2 separate regions of the Mus musculus genome follow, and region 2 is linked to region 1. The links are chromatin contacts, called in public Hi-C maps. All regions are on one chromosome and are shown on one strand. Each heading gives the region's core, a stretch centred on a gene start, on an enhancer-like site or on the middle of the called end of the contact. The rest is flanking DNA. Distances are from core to core; before and after follow the strand shown. Region 1 has its middle 4.9 kb from the start of Gm31898. Region 2 has its middle 12 kb from the start of Gm39149.

Region 1 (7,578 bases), core at 1,462-3,961:
TCTCCAAATAATCATTACAAACTATGACGAATTATTTTTTCCATTGTGCCATGGAGGAAGGACACCTTGATGCCAAGGTTTAGGAAGAACTCATCGCTAGGGATAAGTACAGGTCCACTGACTGCTGTTGGAGCTGGTATAATAGCCTCTTGGCCCATCAAGCTAAATGATGTGTTGTCTCCAAGAGACAGTGTGGTGATAACCCCATCTCAGACTTGTATATACCCACAGCACACAGATCAGTTAGTAAATATATGTGCATTTTCCTGTGGCTTTTAACTGCTAGGTACATAAATCTCTGTCCTATCAATGAGACTCTATGCTCCTTAAGTACTGAGACCATTTCTTAAACTCTTCATTCCCAGGTAGAATTAGCTTAGTCATCTGTTTGTGTCTATTTGAGATTCAAGGGATGGCGCCGTTTTGTAGCTAAACTGGGCAGAAGGCAAGAAGAAGCTGAAGCTGTGAAGTGTTTGGTGGGGTCACATCAGAAGAGCCTATGGGATGGACAGACACCAGGTCCAGACGGTGTGAGTGATGCGAGTGGGCATAGCCCCTGAGTGCCTTGTGCCTGGATCTCTGAAGCCCATGTTGTAGTGAGCTGTACACATCTACGAGAGAGTCAAGGAGCACAGAGAACATAGCGATTCTGAGCAGAGGATTCTAGAAACCCCCCACTGCCTGTGCTTTCCTCTCTTCTCGAGAGAGTAACGTGGCAACAAACAAGACTCCCAGTCAATTATGCTGGCTCCGAAATGGCCAGCCTAGGCAGACACTGAAAAAGATGCTGGCTGGCATATCAACCTCGCTCTCCTTTAAGCTAGTCCCAAGAAAGGTCCCAGAGAACACACAGCCCGGCTTGAACAGTAGCCAACCTATCAATTGCAGGGTAGATTTAGTCAGTCCTGGGCTTCGGGCTTATGTAACTTCAACTGTGTTTTGCTTACAAGCCAGAAATAAACAATGGGTGACCAGTCATTTTTTAAAAGCCAGCTCCCCTGCAAGGAGAAGAGAGAGGAGTCCAAGAGGCGGAGGGAGGAAGTGCCTGCCAAGAGAATAAACACAACCCCAAATCTCCAACATTTTGTGGTTTGACACTTAATTGATTAGCTAATTTGAGGCAGTAAGATTTAGTGTTTCTGCAGATGAGAGTCTGAGGAGTAATTATAGCCACAGCTCCCATCCCCGAAGAACATGGAAGCTGCAGCTTTTCACAGGTCAAGCAAGCATCAGAGCTTGCACGTTACAGCGGATAGAAACTGGTTTTTGGAACACGTCCCCTTCCAGCCCTGCGTGCCAGGATTGCTCCGGAAAGGTCATCTGGTGCCTTTATCAGCATAGACAAAATCCCCTGCCTGTAATGTATGTGTTTATTCTCAAATTAAATATATTAATGTATTATTTGTTCTTAAAATGTCATGGAATAGATAGTGAGCTGAGCTCTCCTGGCAGACCTTTGAAGCTTAAAGAGTAATGTAATAATAGTACATTAATCCATAGGCCGTTCAGTCATCTCCCCGTGGAGGCCTGGCCTCTGAGCATGCTACAAAATGCCGGATTTGCAGCTCGTGATTGTAGGAGTCCCTTTCCTTAACAATGGGAGGTTTGATAGAGGGGTTCTTACTTAAGCCAAGGAAAGGCACAGGCTCTGTATTATTTTGAAGAGATCCTACTGAGGACTTAAAAAAAAAATAGGCAAAAGCCAACATGGTCCAGGATGCAATTTCAGGGAAATTGGGGAGTGAGCCAGAGAATTTCATTATTTTATTTTATTTATTTATTGTTGTTGTTGTTGGTCTCCTTTGGCTATGTCTACATAGTAAGTGTGATGGGATCCCAGCTTAGTAATTGGGTACCACCCCACCCCAGCAGCAACTGCAGCCAACATAGAGCAAGCGCTGCTTAGGTGGGGCTTTGAAGGGGAGAGGCGCTGTCAGCCCAATGATGTGAGGACATGTGGGAAGGAAGGTACACTGGAGAAAAGACTTACAAGCCCAAGTGCCATTTAACCTGCACCCGCCAAAAGAAGGAAGGAAGGAAGAAAGAAAGGAAAGAAGGAAGGAAGAAAGGAAGGAAGGAAGGAAGGAAGGAAGGAAGGAAGGAAGGAAGAAAGAAAAGGAAATGTCTTCTGAAGTGTCAGTGAATAAATTGTACATATTTTACACCCTACCCCCAAGCCCCCCTCGGCCTACTCTGTGTCTTTTATTTCTAGGTTTCGGTTCAACGGCTGCGATTCTCCACGTCGAGTAGTTGTTGCTGTACCGGGGGACCCTGGAGGCTAATAATGCCAGACATGTTCATCAAGAGATGGCTTTTGGAGACATGCCTATGATTTCAGGAAGACAGAGTTGGTTAGAAGACTTCGAGCCTCAGCCAGTCTTGAAACTTTGGATCTTGCGTGTCCTTGAGGAGTTATCACAAACTGAGGCAGAGTTCCCCAATTCCTTCAGTGGCCAATCATTATTTGTCTCCCCGGAGAAGGCATATAACCTTGGGCCGAGAACAGTTCCCTAGGCAGGCAATTCTCAGCAGCTATGCATCTGCAAGCCTTCAGCAGCCAGTGCTCCCAGCGTCTGGGGACAGATAGACTGTCCCTGAAGAATGGATCTGCCTGGGAGAAGAATCCCAAGCAGTCCCCTGGGGTGTCTCTTCATTTCTCAACCCTTTCCTGAGAAATTAACTTACTGCTATTCTCACCAGTTGTTCTGACCCGCTGCTGCCCTCTGGTGGCTAGTGGTACAACTACCCCAACCAGGAAGGCTCCTTTGATCCCTGAGTGTCAGGGGGTTCATTCCCACACATGCGCCAGGATGCACTGTTCCTAATGCTGAAGAAACTTCTTTTCTTTTCTTTTCTTTTCTTTTCTTTTCTTTTCTTTTCTTTTCTTTTCTTTTCTTTTCTTTTCTTTTCTTTTCTTTTCTTTTCTTTTCCTTTCCTTTCCTTTCCTTTCCTTTCTTTTCTTTTCTTTTCTTTGCCTTGCTCTTCTCTTCTCTTCTCTTCTCTTCTCTTCTCTTCTCTTCTCTTCTCTTCTCTTCTCTTCTCTTCTCTTCTCTTCTCTTCTCTTCTCTTCTCCTCTCTTCTCTCTTCTCTCTTCTCTCTTCTCTCTTCTCTCTTCTCTCTCTTCTCTTCTCTTCTCCTCTCTTTTCTTTTCTCTTCTTTTCTTCTCCATCTTGAAGGTTTTCAGAGTCTTCAGATTTTCAACTAAAACACACTCGAGTCTAGTGAAAGCCTTGCTACTTATCGAGCGTTTCCTTGGTGCGGTCTTGCGAGATCAAGGTCTTTCAGGGAATTGCGTGTGAGGCCTGAGAGTAGAGCGGACTCAAAGGGAGGCTCTCCTCTCTTCTACATGGCCTAGAGCTGGCTAACGTTCAAGGACCTTCCTTGCCTTGAACCATGTGGCCCAAGGGCAAGCGCAAAAGGCTCTCTTCACTGAGTGTGATCTCAGGTCCTAGCGTTGGTATTTACTACTTGTAAGGTGCTGTTTGGATCTCTTGTCTAATGACCAGTGTCTGCACCTGCCGAGTGTTCTAGTACCTACTGACCAACTTGTTCACAAAGCATTGAACTTGGAGGGCCTGCAGAAGCACATGGCAAACTCCTGGCTTTATTCAGGAGTTGATTAGTATTGCATATGAGTTTCAAGGACCACCCAAGTGTCCTCCTTTCAAACCTAAGGCTATTAGTGATTGAGACCTGCAGACCTCAGCCGGCCACACACTGATCTCCGGATGCCTGTAAAGGTATCCAGGAAAAGGGGAATCTTCTCAGAAAGATCACTACATCGTGAAGGGCATGCAGGTACAAAGATAAATGAGTGGAAAGATAGGAACTTCTCTATAGACCTTGGTATACCTTTGTGTGCTCACAAAATGGCTTCCTGCTGTAGAGGCTGGGGGTAGCACCCTGTTCTGCCAGACCTGCCCTGCAAGGTCTTATGCCCTTAGACATAACCTTTCTAACAAGATAGCAAGCCTCACGGTGGAACTGAACCACCACTGTGGAAACACACGAAGAGACTGGTCTCTACAAATCATATGTCCCGAGCGGGTGAAGTCAGTGTGGAGCTACATCCAGGAGACTGGGTACCTGGAAGTCAGTCCAGCCAATGCTGAGAGGCCATGAGAACTTTCTGAAGCCCTTACAGGCACAGTGGGATCACTCCCTTGTCCAGAAAATGGACGTGTGTGTGTGTGTGTTGGGGGGGGGTAATGCTACATTCCCCTTAAGGAGCATACTTGTCAGATATTTTGCAAAGTTGAAAAAGTAACATGTAAGCATATATAAATGTCCCTACCACTCTCCATATGCTACTTGTTTTGCCCAACTTTTAACTGATAGCAATAAATACCATCTTAGGAAAGACTCTGGAAGGGGCAACGTGAAAACTACCACACAAAAATTAACACAGCATAAAAATCAAGTTTCTGAAGTGGTTATAATAGACATATGTTAGATGTGTCTATAATAATGTTTATTATTATAGACATAATATGTAATATTATATTATATAATCACATTATAGACATATATGTCTTTAGTATAGATATTAGAGAAAGAAGGAAAAATTTAAACAAAGGGGAAATAAGAACACGTGTGTGTGTGTGTGTGTGTGTGTGTGTGTGTGTGTGTAGATCATTTTTGTGTGTGACTCAAAAGGCAAGAATAGCTTTGGAGTCAGAATAGCTGAAGACTGCGAGAGCAGAACACCGCCCAGAGAAACAGCTGTCACACACACCGTGGCTTCTAGACAAACTGGGAACTTTCAGATCAGGGCACTTTGTTTAGGAAGAAGCGAAAGCTGAACAATTTACTTTGAAATTATGCTCATAGAGAATGTTTGATCTAGGTTTTTAACTTTGTGTATGAAAGTGGGGGGAAAAACACCCACTTCAGTTGTCAAAAAAACCCTTGGAGCGTAAAATGTATCCTTCCCCAAAGCTCGAGGCTCTGTTTCGGGGAGTTATGAGCAGTCAGTGTCTACAGGCACTGGATGCTTATTTGGGCAAGAGCAAATGCTGATGTTACACTGTGGAGCAGTCCGATCGATCGGCCCCTGTGCTCTCAGAAGTTCCCAACAGACATACCAGCACAGGATTCACACGGTGCTGTGCTGTCCAAGAGAAAACTTACCATCTCTTTGAATTCACAGAAAAGGGAGTCTAGTTCCTTGGCCTTTCTTGTCTCCTGGGACTTGTCTTTCTTTAAGCCATGGGGAAGAGGTGAGGCTGATATCAAACATCAGGGACACATCTGGAGGCAAGGTTCTATCTCAGTCTTTTCTGTCCAACAGAAACCACTGGAAGGAAAAGATCTTCCAGTTCTAGGCCAGTGAGCAAGTTTTGCCTGGAAGGGGGTCTCCCTACTTCTCAGTGACCACTTTCTTGGGGACTAGAAGTGAGAAAGCTGAACTCTGGTGGGTCAAATGGTCACTGCTGTCTTTACTTTTAAAATAGAGCACAAAGCATGAGAGGAAAAATAACAAAGTGTTTTTCTTTTTCTTTTTTTCCCTGTTCAGCTGCCCTTGCTGAACCTGGACCCTGCACAGTAATGGCGACTGCAGAGCCATCTAAACTGAAGGTGCTAATTCAAGGTCAGTGCCAGACAGGCTTGGAAAGAGATACCAAACCAGCCAAGATGGTGGCTCTAGCAGGCAGGCAGGACAGCTCGAAGGTCTACAGGAGCACAGAGGTGGAGCAGGACCCTTCCCTGTGTAACCTCTGCTCGAGGAACCACAAAGGTCACAGGGGAAACTGGCTGAGACTCCTGCCTTCTGTTCCTGTAATGGTATTAGCAATGACTCTTTCTTACTCAATCGCACTCCCAAAGGATTGTCAATAAACTTTTTATGTGCCATAACTGTTACATTAAATAAAGCTGAAAGTATTGAGTAAACCGACTGTAAATCACTTTAGATGCCTTGGAATTACATTAAGTGTGAGAATTATGGATCTTTTGCTGCTTGCAGAAACAGAGAAACGACAGAGCCAGGGGTTTTTATGCTGCCAGCCTTTTGAAGATTTTTTAAATTATTTTTTTATGCTCCACGACAGCCACCTCTTGTAAATGACTTGTTCAGGGGCAAACTAGGAGAAAGGCAGAGAAGAATAGTGTTGGGTGAGAGTGGAAAGGAGAAGGTGCCTTGTAGTGAGGGACACGGTCCAATTTTCTCTCCCTTTTGCATGTGTCTATAGAATCCTTTTTTAAAATATTTTTTCTCATATTTGTACATTTTAAGTAAACGATGAAGGAATGTGTCCAAACACAGATCTGCGCATACTCCCCCTTTGAACTTCCTACAATCTTTTCCATTCTAGTCTCCCCAGCTGTTATTTTCGTGATGGTAAGCTCTTGCTTCAATGATGTGGGTTTTCAACAGTCTTGTGAGGCCTTCACAGGGTCAGGCCTGGATTCTAAACATTGTTGTCAAGGTGCGGAAACTGGAGGAAGTTTGGAGAGAATGTTGATAAAAGCAGAAATGGCTCCGACTGATACTCCCCAGGACCTGTTCTGGTGACAGAACAGGTTTGATTTTGTTTGGGGACTGCAGGGTCAAGGCTGCTGTCCATCCGACTAGTCTGGTTCTTCTGCTGACCCTTCCAGCAGCAAAATCATAACCAGAGGCTGGTGACTCAGAGGACTATTGCCCTAATCATCATTGGAACGGTGGCAGGAACTCAGACTCCACTTCTTTTTAGGAAGAGAAGGGGTAGAAAGAAGTCACGATACTTCCAGGTCAGGGATGGGTGTGGCTGATGAATAATTCATAGGAAGTCATAGAATAACCGGTTTTGGGGGTGAATACTGCAGAATGAAGTCTCCATGTAGCTACCCAAGCCTAACTATTGGAGGTATTAGGATCCAGAGGGTATGTAAGGACCAATTTGCTCTTCCTACCTGATGCCCCAAAACCTCAGTATTGTTTTAAGATCTATATATAGATATATGTTTAAAGAATAAAAATCTCTATTTCAGTCAACCCGAAACATCATATCTGGGCTTCCAGTCTAGCTAAGGAAATGAGTAGGCCCACCTTATGGAACAGAAAACAACATAACCTGGTCCATAGTTTAAAAGAAGACAGGGTGGTGTAAGGATGGAATTTGGAAGAGGGAGACCCAAGAGGGCTGCAGGATTGGAAATGTTGAGGACTTACAAGTTTCTGTTTACTGGGAACGTGGTATCGAATGAAAACCACAAGTGTGAAGAGAGACAGAGAGGAGAAAATAGCCAGGAGGCCCCATCAGCGAGTAGGTTGGGGAGTGCTGTTGAAAACCAGGCAGTTCCATAGCCTTATGGAACCAGAGTTTCTGCATAACGATGATGAGAAAACTAGAGTCTGTGTGAAGGTGTTTGGGAATTTTGTCTCTAGCGCCAGCACCTGGAGTTGCATCCGGGGACCTAGAGATGTGTGACCTGAGTGAGTCACAGCCCTCAGTGACATTAGAACTAGAAGGTGCACGCCCTATTGCCCCTCCTTCTGCCGGAAGCTGCACAGTAGAATCACTTCCTGTCACAGAGACTCAATTGTATGGAAGCTCAGGGTTGGAAACTCCCAAGTCTGGGGTTTGACTTTGACCT
Region 2 (7,578 bases), core at 1,802-4,301, 150 kb after region 1:
GAGGGGTTGTAGCTCTTAGTGAAGAGCTACATGGATGTTGGCCGCCACCGTTCATATTTCCACAGCAAGTAGGTGGGGCAGGGTTCAGCATCTGATCCTCTGAATTTCCTCTGACCTGGATCTTGGACTCAGAACCTCTTCGAGATGGATTGAGGTCTTCATCATCTTTTCTCCCATCCCTATTATCGGCAAGGATGCTGACAGCCTTCAGCACACTGAAAGGGTGTGCAAGTTTCAATTGTCTATTACCCCAACGGTCTTTAGAGTGCACTCCATCGCTTATTCAATTACTGATCCCGGTGCCTGGTAGATTGATAGTCTTTCCTAAGTACTTAAGAAGTGTTAAATTTAGAAGACCAAATTGTGACTGAGTAGAAAGGAAAAAGCAAGGTGCTCTGAAAACAATGTATCTGTTCGTTGCATACTAACCTCACCATACCCTGCAAGTTCAAAAAGTGCCTCAGGGGACACTGTTCTCCTACTCTGCTCATCTCCTTCCAACAAACAATACAGTGGAAAGATGAAAGATGGGCTGCCTGTCTTCCCAATTTACATCTGTTCATCCCCACTGAGGCTGCTCTCAGGCATGCTGCTCGCTGCACAGAGCCTGAGGACTTGGACAGGAACTGTCTGAGCAGGAGGGGCAGTCTGTCACAAAGTGGCCCACCAGATGGCTTAACCATACTAGTGCCCAAGGCAACCAAGAGTTGGAGCAGCTCCTGGAGTCAAGGGTGACAGGATTGCAGTTTGTGTCCTGTGTAAGGCAGCCAAGCTCTTCAGGGTAGATGAGAGGAATAGAAGGGTGATATACATGTTCTTAGTTTCTCAGGTAACTGCCAACACTTACACGAGGCTTTCAAAGCCCCACAAGGTTCTCTAAATGATGGTCTCACATGCTAGAAATTAGACCAAATTACCTTTGAATTCCAACTCTGCCATTGGCTAGCTATGGTCATGTGATTTTGCTCTTGAAGCCCCACTCAGTTTTGGCATTTATAAAGCAAAACTAGTAATAGTGGACTGGAGAGATGGCTCAGTGATTAAGAGCACTGACTTCTATTCCAGAGGTCCTGAGTTCAAATCCCAAAAACCACATGGTAGCTCACAACCATCCATAATGGGATCCGATGCCCTCTTCTTATATGTCTGAAGACAGCTACCATGTACTCATACACATAAAATAAATAAATAATTCCTTTTAAAAACTAGTAATAGTTATTTTGATGTTAATGTAAGTTATTATCATCTGATATTATCATTTAAATCCAAACAGAAAAGCCAGATATGGTAACTCACTCCTGCAGTCCCAGTTGTTCGGGGCAATTCAGAGAGGCAGAGCTCAAGGTCTTGGCTCTCCTGGGGTATTTGGCAAATTCAGGCTCAGGAAAACTAACAAATTCAGAGAACCTAATCCATAGTGGATCTCAGTAAGGCCTACTGAAGCATGGAGGACTTTATAAGGGACCAGATCCATCCTAACATTTCTTCACTCATTTACCCTCCACAGAAACCAATGAGTAGGTAATTTAAATGATAATAAGCACAAATAATATGTATAGCATGAATACAAACGATCTACAAACATTGCATAAAAGACAAAAAATTAAAGCCTCAGGATGCTAATTGCCTACTTCAGCCCCCTCAGCCAGTAAGTCCTGAGTCTGGATTCCTCTACCATCGTTTTGTCAGAAGCTTCCCTTTGGGCCATAGCAACTGGTAACACAAGTTTCCTGAGAGTATCGAACTCTGTTTAGTCCAATCAGATGATGTGTGGTATACATCCCCACTCTTCTTTTCCCTGGATAAAATGTAAAACATCCCCATATTACGCTGTGATCCAGGCTCAGGAAAGGAAACCCTGAGTGAAGAAAAGGCCAACTATCAGCTTTGAGAAGCTGGCAAGTTTTAGGGAAATGGAGAATCCAGTGAAGCCCACCAATGATTGCAGGTCCGAGGATGGAGAGGAAATCCCATCACTCTGAGCAGCATGGGCTCACTGGCTTACACAGTCTTTGGCCCAGAGTTTTAAGCTAGAGTTAAGTAGAGCTAGAGGCCAACTCAGGTAGGATGGACTGCTATGGACATTTCTCTTGGGTAAAAGTTTGGACCAGTGACCCAAACAAGAAGTATTGCTTCCTTGGGTGAGAGATCAGGGAATTCTCCAATAGCTTGTCCTCACTGGAGTGTAGTGAAGCCAAGAGCAACAACAGCACCCTCTTCTCCTCCTAGTTGTGGATATTATGGGATGACTTGGCCGGCTCTAGTAAACTCTGATCTGTTTCTATTATCTCATGCTTCTCTCTCAGCAGCCTACAGCTTTTGAACAGGAGAAAGTAGGTCTATTCATGACTCTCTCCTAAGAGCTAAGCACTGAGTGTTAGACTGGGCCCCATCATAGAGGCTGGGAGCAGAGTCTGTTGGAAGTGAAGACCAAGGGTCATGAAGCATCAAGCATGAGCCAGAACAAGTGAGATATACAGGGATTTCCTTCTCTGGCAACTTCCGTGTCACTAGCTTTCAAAGCATAGATATTCAGTACTCACAGCCTGATGTCTTTAAGCTCCAATTAAAGGCCTTGTCTCTGGGCTCTGCTGTGTCCTGGAAGAAATGTCACCAGACATCTAGAGAGCCAGGCCTGGCCCCTGCAGGGACCACCCAGTCCTGAAATGCCTTCCTCTTCCAGACAGAGCCAAAGCTGACCTGAGAGCTGAGTGTAGCTGTGGCTGTTGCTTAAAAGCTTTCCCTCATGCAATAACCTCTCATTATATTTTAATGTTGTTGTAACTTTATGGCTTAATCAGTATTTGCAATTTGTTAGTAGCCTGGGCGGCCATAAAATTGTTTTTCAGGTACTGAAACATCCCATCAAGGTTTGTAAAGCAGTGGTTCTTAGTTTATCACATCCATAAAATGCCCTGGCAATTTGACAGATATAATAACTTTTTTTATCAAGTGTCTAATTTGAGAGGAAATTAAGCCATATGTTACATGTGGCTCATGCTGGGCTTGGGAGCTGTTCAGCTGCCCAATCTCCTGGGGATGCCCCTCTCCTCGCCCATCTGTTCCCCTGAGCCAAGGGCCAGAGTCCTTTCTGCCCCGTGTATAAGAGCACTGTCACCTCCACAGACTGTCAGTGTCCTGTGTGGGTGCTGCTGAGGGGATGGCTTTGCACATCTATCTATCCTGAGACCCTCGCAGTAGCTGAGAAATCAGACCCCAGTGGAACAGTCAACCTACTACTTCTGCCTGTGACTCTTCCTGCCAGTGGGTGCCACCTAGGCCCTGCTCCCTAGGGGGCCCATGTAGGGAAGTAGTGAAGATAATTCTCTGCCCTTCACTTAACTCCATCTCCACTCTGCCCATCCATTTAATATCTCCTGCTATCCTCCACATTTTTCCAAGTCACAGGAAGAGAATAATTCTATCATGAAGAATCTCTTCATGATGATATGAGTATTCCCCCCTCCACACACACACACACACACACAATTTTCAAACATTTGTTTCTCTTGTCATGAGGAAATGTTGAGCTGAAGAACAATTGCAGTTGAGGATTATTGTCTTGGTTAGGGTTTTAGTGCTGCAAAGAGACACCGTGATCAAGGCAACTCTTATACATAATTTTTTTTAACTGGGTCTGGCTTATAGTTTCAGAGGTTCAGTCCATTATTATATGGCAGGAAGCAAGGCAGTATCCGGGTGGACACAGTGATGGAGCAGCCAAAAATTCTACATCTTGATCCAAAGGCAGCCAGGTAGGAGGGTCTTTTGCAGACAGCCAGTAGGAAGGTCCATTTCACACCAGGAAGGACTTGAGCATAATATCTCAAACCCCACCCCCACAGTGATGGACTTCTTCTAACAAGGCCACATCTCCTAATAGTGCCACTTCCCATGGGCCAAGCATATTCAAACCAACACAATTGTTATGTGTTTCCATACTTCCCTACTCCATCCAATCTCAAGTTATGGCTGTCCCATAAATGCCCATAACTAACCTCTTATGTCTAGAATTGGGTTAAGCTAATTCCTCCAGCTCAACTATGCACCACGTGAATGCAACTAGTGGAAAGTTGGTCACATTTGGCTTCTCAATAACTAACTTCCTCTCACTGGAACACTAGCCTTGGATAATCATGCTAGAAAATGGGACCTGGAACATTTATAACATCATTGCTACCACATGCTCAACATTTACTAGACAATCAACTACTATCATGTGGCATTCAGCATCTTAAATGTTCAGAGACAACAAGGGTAGGGTCTTTATCTCTCTGAAGAAACTGACCAGAAGAGCAAACTTTAGGACTATGACATTGCCATGAAAGAAGAGAAGAGGACCACACGTCAGACTGACCTGGGCAAGACACAATAGAGTTAACCCTTGGTGCAGGGGACAGATGGTGGGAGGGGCAAAAGTTTTTATATAGGAGGACCTGTCAGTCTTTGTATGGAAAACTCAGAGTAGGAGAAAATAGAACAAATAAAGTTTCAGTAAGCATGAATATGGTTCAAAGCTCTATGAGATACCTTGGCCAAGAGATACCTAGAAAGATGAACAAAGGCCAACCTCATGGTTATCTGGTCCCTGGTTAAGAAGACCAGGGTGCAAATTGTAGGTGACTGTCAAGAAAATGAGAGTTATGAGGTCACAATAGAAGTTTTGGTCTCAGTGACTTCAAAGTAGTAGACTATGATGGACACAGAGAGAACCAAGCTGTAGAGGACACTAGGCACATTTCTGCTGTTTAGAAGTCAATCCATTCCCTGTCCATCTTCCTCTTAGCACCCTGCTATCCCTCTGGAGTGAAACTACAATTTGTTGGTTTTGGAAGGAGAAGGTTGACGTTCTTCTCTGTTGCCGCTCTGCACAGATTCTTGACCTCATCTTTGGAATGCTAGAAACCGGCTCAGGCAAGCAAGAGACAATTTGGTACTTCCTCAGAAGGACTGAATGTGAGAGGACCACTGCATAACACACTATTTCCCAAGAAGGGTGACAACAGTATTTCCAATTGCCACATGCTTTCTAGAACCCTGCCACTTGATATCCTAACACAAGGCCAATAGTAACTGTGCATCGATGCAAAGCCCTTCTCATGGGGACTCTCTGAGTTCTGTCACTAATGGGGCTTATTTATCCTCAGAGCACCTCTGTGAGGCATTTACTGAAAAGGGGTAACCTGACTCACATAAACAATGTCAACATCAACATGAAGCCAGACTACCCTGTAACTCCAAAGCTCTGGATCAGGTGGAATAGAAGTCACCCATTGAAGTATAGGACAAGCATTCATGCTATGGTGGCATGACTCATACTCTCTCTGAATGTCCCTTCAGCTTGCTTGGACCTGTCGATGCTGTGGTGAGTCTGTGGTTATGGGGAATTAAGAAGTAAATCTACCAGACTGAGGTTAGGACATAATAACAGCTCCTTGGCTAGTCAGCCATTTCCTTTTATGCCAACAGGCACCAAATGGCCATTTGGGAAAACCCAGAGACATAGTCCACACATGTAATGGGTTACCAGCCTGGCCAACTCAGCTTTGAAACAGATTCCCACAATGAGCAATTGCAAATCGATAGAAAGAAAATCGCCTTTTGCCAGCCTCACACAGAGCCCCGGGAGAGCCAGGGCAGCATCTGTCATAAAAAGCCTTCTCCTGGCCAGAATGGGCTGGCTCAGAAGCTGCAAGTGAAAACAGAAGTTGAATAAGAGCTGTGTACTGTATTTGTTTAAATTTCATCCAGCAAATGCCTGTGACGCAGGAGACAGGTTTATGGAGAGAGAAATAAAATGCTGACAAATGGCCCTGTAATCAACTGGAACATGCAATAAATCATTAGAATGCCAATAACACTTCCAGGACAAGCTTACAAAGGTCATTACTGTGTCACAATACATCTTCCAGCACCAAACAAAGCAAACAGAACATGTTGGGAATGGGATTATGGGGGAAGCATCTGTCAGTCCTAATTAAGAATTAACTACAGATCGTATCTTGGGAGATGTATAATTTATTTTCCCTCTTCTTCCTCCCAACACACTCACAAGAAAAAAAAGAAAGAAAAATAAATCAATAAAAAATTTAACTCGTTCTAGAGCAGAGAAGATGTCAAACAAGAACACACTGAGCAGAGGCAGATGTGAGCTGAGATCTAGGAGAGTTAAACACGGGGCTAGCAGAGAGGCAAGGGCAGGCAGAGAAGGCTGGAGAGGCAGCCTGGGCTCCCGGAAACTGAGGCTTTCCCAATGCCCAACCCAAGCCATTCAGTGTTACACCGTGAAGAATGGCGGGGTTCTTTAATACTTCAGCAGCTAAGTAAGTTTCACTAGCTGAAAAGAGGCAACCAGAAGGTTAGAAGTTAAAACAAGGTGGCATCAAGTCCTTCTTGTCTGAATGTTCTGCGAAGACTGAGTTTGCCCGCGAGCACTAAACGCTCAATTCAGGGTGACTTAAAGAAGTGTTTATTTTCTCACATAACCGAAGTCAACTGATGGAGGTGCAGGCTCTGTCTGTTCTCAAAATGTCTGCCTTAGAATTATTTAGCTTTGGCTTTTTGTTCCCTCTTTTTCCTCCCATCCCCCCTGACAACACGGTCACAGGTGGCCCTTGCAGCTCCAGGTATCCTGTCCATGTTCCAGGAAAGAACGGAGTGGCAGGAAGTCTTTGAATTTCATAGTCCCTGCATTAGGAAAATCACTTTGCCCAAAGGCCCCAACAACCTTAAGCATCGTGTTTCAAGTGCCACCCCCCAATAAAATGCCTGAGAGAAGAGGATCAATCATCGTCTGATTTATGTTCGGGGTTCTGATCGTGAGGAGACTGTGTTATCAAGTAATGGGACTTGCCATGCAAGGAGTGTGGGCTAGGGGACAAACATGAACTTCCTGGGGTCCCCAGGAAGGTTCTTCTTTGTCCAAGGAGGAAGGCACTGGCCAACGACCCTTGGGAGGGTGGGGGGGGAGGCGCCTGCGCAGTAAGCACCAAGTGTGAGCTGCCACCAAAGCCCATTGTCCTCACCTCTTGCTCTGCTCTTTTATAAAGACAGTAAAGTTCCTGGTCTTTGTTCAGTCTTAAAGTAGTCGTGGGTATTCAGGGAAAAATCAGGTAGAGCATCTAAGAAGCCATCACAGGACAGATGCAAAGACGCCCACCCTTTTCCAAGAGGCTGCTGTCCACGATGACTTCAGAGAAGGCCCTTGGCTGTCTTTTATTCTTTATCCACAATTTGCCATCCTCCACCCAGATTATCTGTTCCTCTGTCTGTGCACATGTGTGTATATGTGTGCGTGTGCATGTGTGCGCGTGTGTGTTTATTTCTAATTACTCCTCCCCCGCAGCCACACACACACACACACACACACACACACACACACACACCCGTGAGCCAGGCTGATTTTACTGTGCAGGCGCATTTCCCTGGGGCTTATTCAGGGAGGTTCCCACAGGCTGCCTGCTTTTTATGTCCTGATGGTTGCTTTTAGCCTCATTGCTGGCATTGCTTTTGCAGCCGCGCTCGCTCGCTCTCTCTCTCACTCTTTCTGCCTTCCCTTCTCAGGTCTGTTTTCTGCTG

Evidence for each region. A called contact is a pair of places that touch in the nucleus more often than the background predicts.
Region 2: a contact with region 1 is called in a Hi-C map of cerebellar granule neurons, with 2.8 times the contacts expected there. The contact joins two enhancer-like sites. A contact is called at or near these places in 5 of 484 Hi-C or Micro-C datasets (brain, cerebellar granule neurons, cerebellum and 2 more) and 1 of 115 datasets of contacts at active chromatin or transcription factors (fibro-adipogenic progenitors).

What each region holds. Positions count from the first base shown.
Region 1 is chr8:26,440,565-26,448,142 of GRCm38.p6, forward strand. No RefSeq gene overlaps it. Among named protein-coding and RNA genes, the nearest start is that of Gm31898, 4.9 kb to the left of the region's middle. Within about 2 kb of position 2,712, at least 7 of the 459 cell types and tissues checked have an H3K27ac peak or open chromatin away from gene starts, as enhancers often do. A contact at or near this core is called in cerebellar granule neurons and cerebellum, where this site is marked.
Region 2 is chr8:26,588,395-26,595,972 of GRCm38.p6, forward strand. No RefSeq gene overlaps it. Among named protein-coding and RNA genes, the nearest start is that of Gm39149, 12 kb to the left of the region's middle. Within about 2 kb of position 3,052, at least 6 of the 459 cell types and tissues checked have an H3K27ac peak or open chromatin away from gene starts, as enhancers often do. A contact at or near this core is called in cerebellar granule neurons and cerebellum, where this site is marked.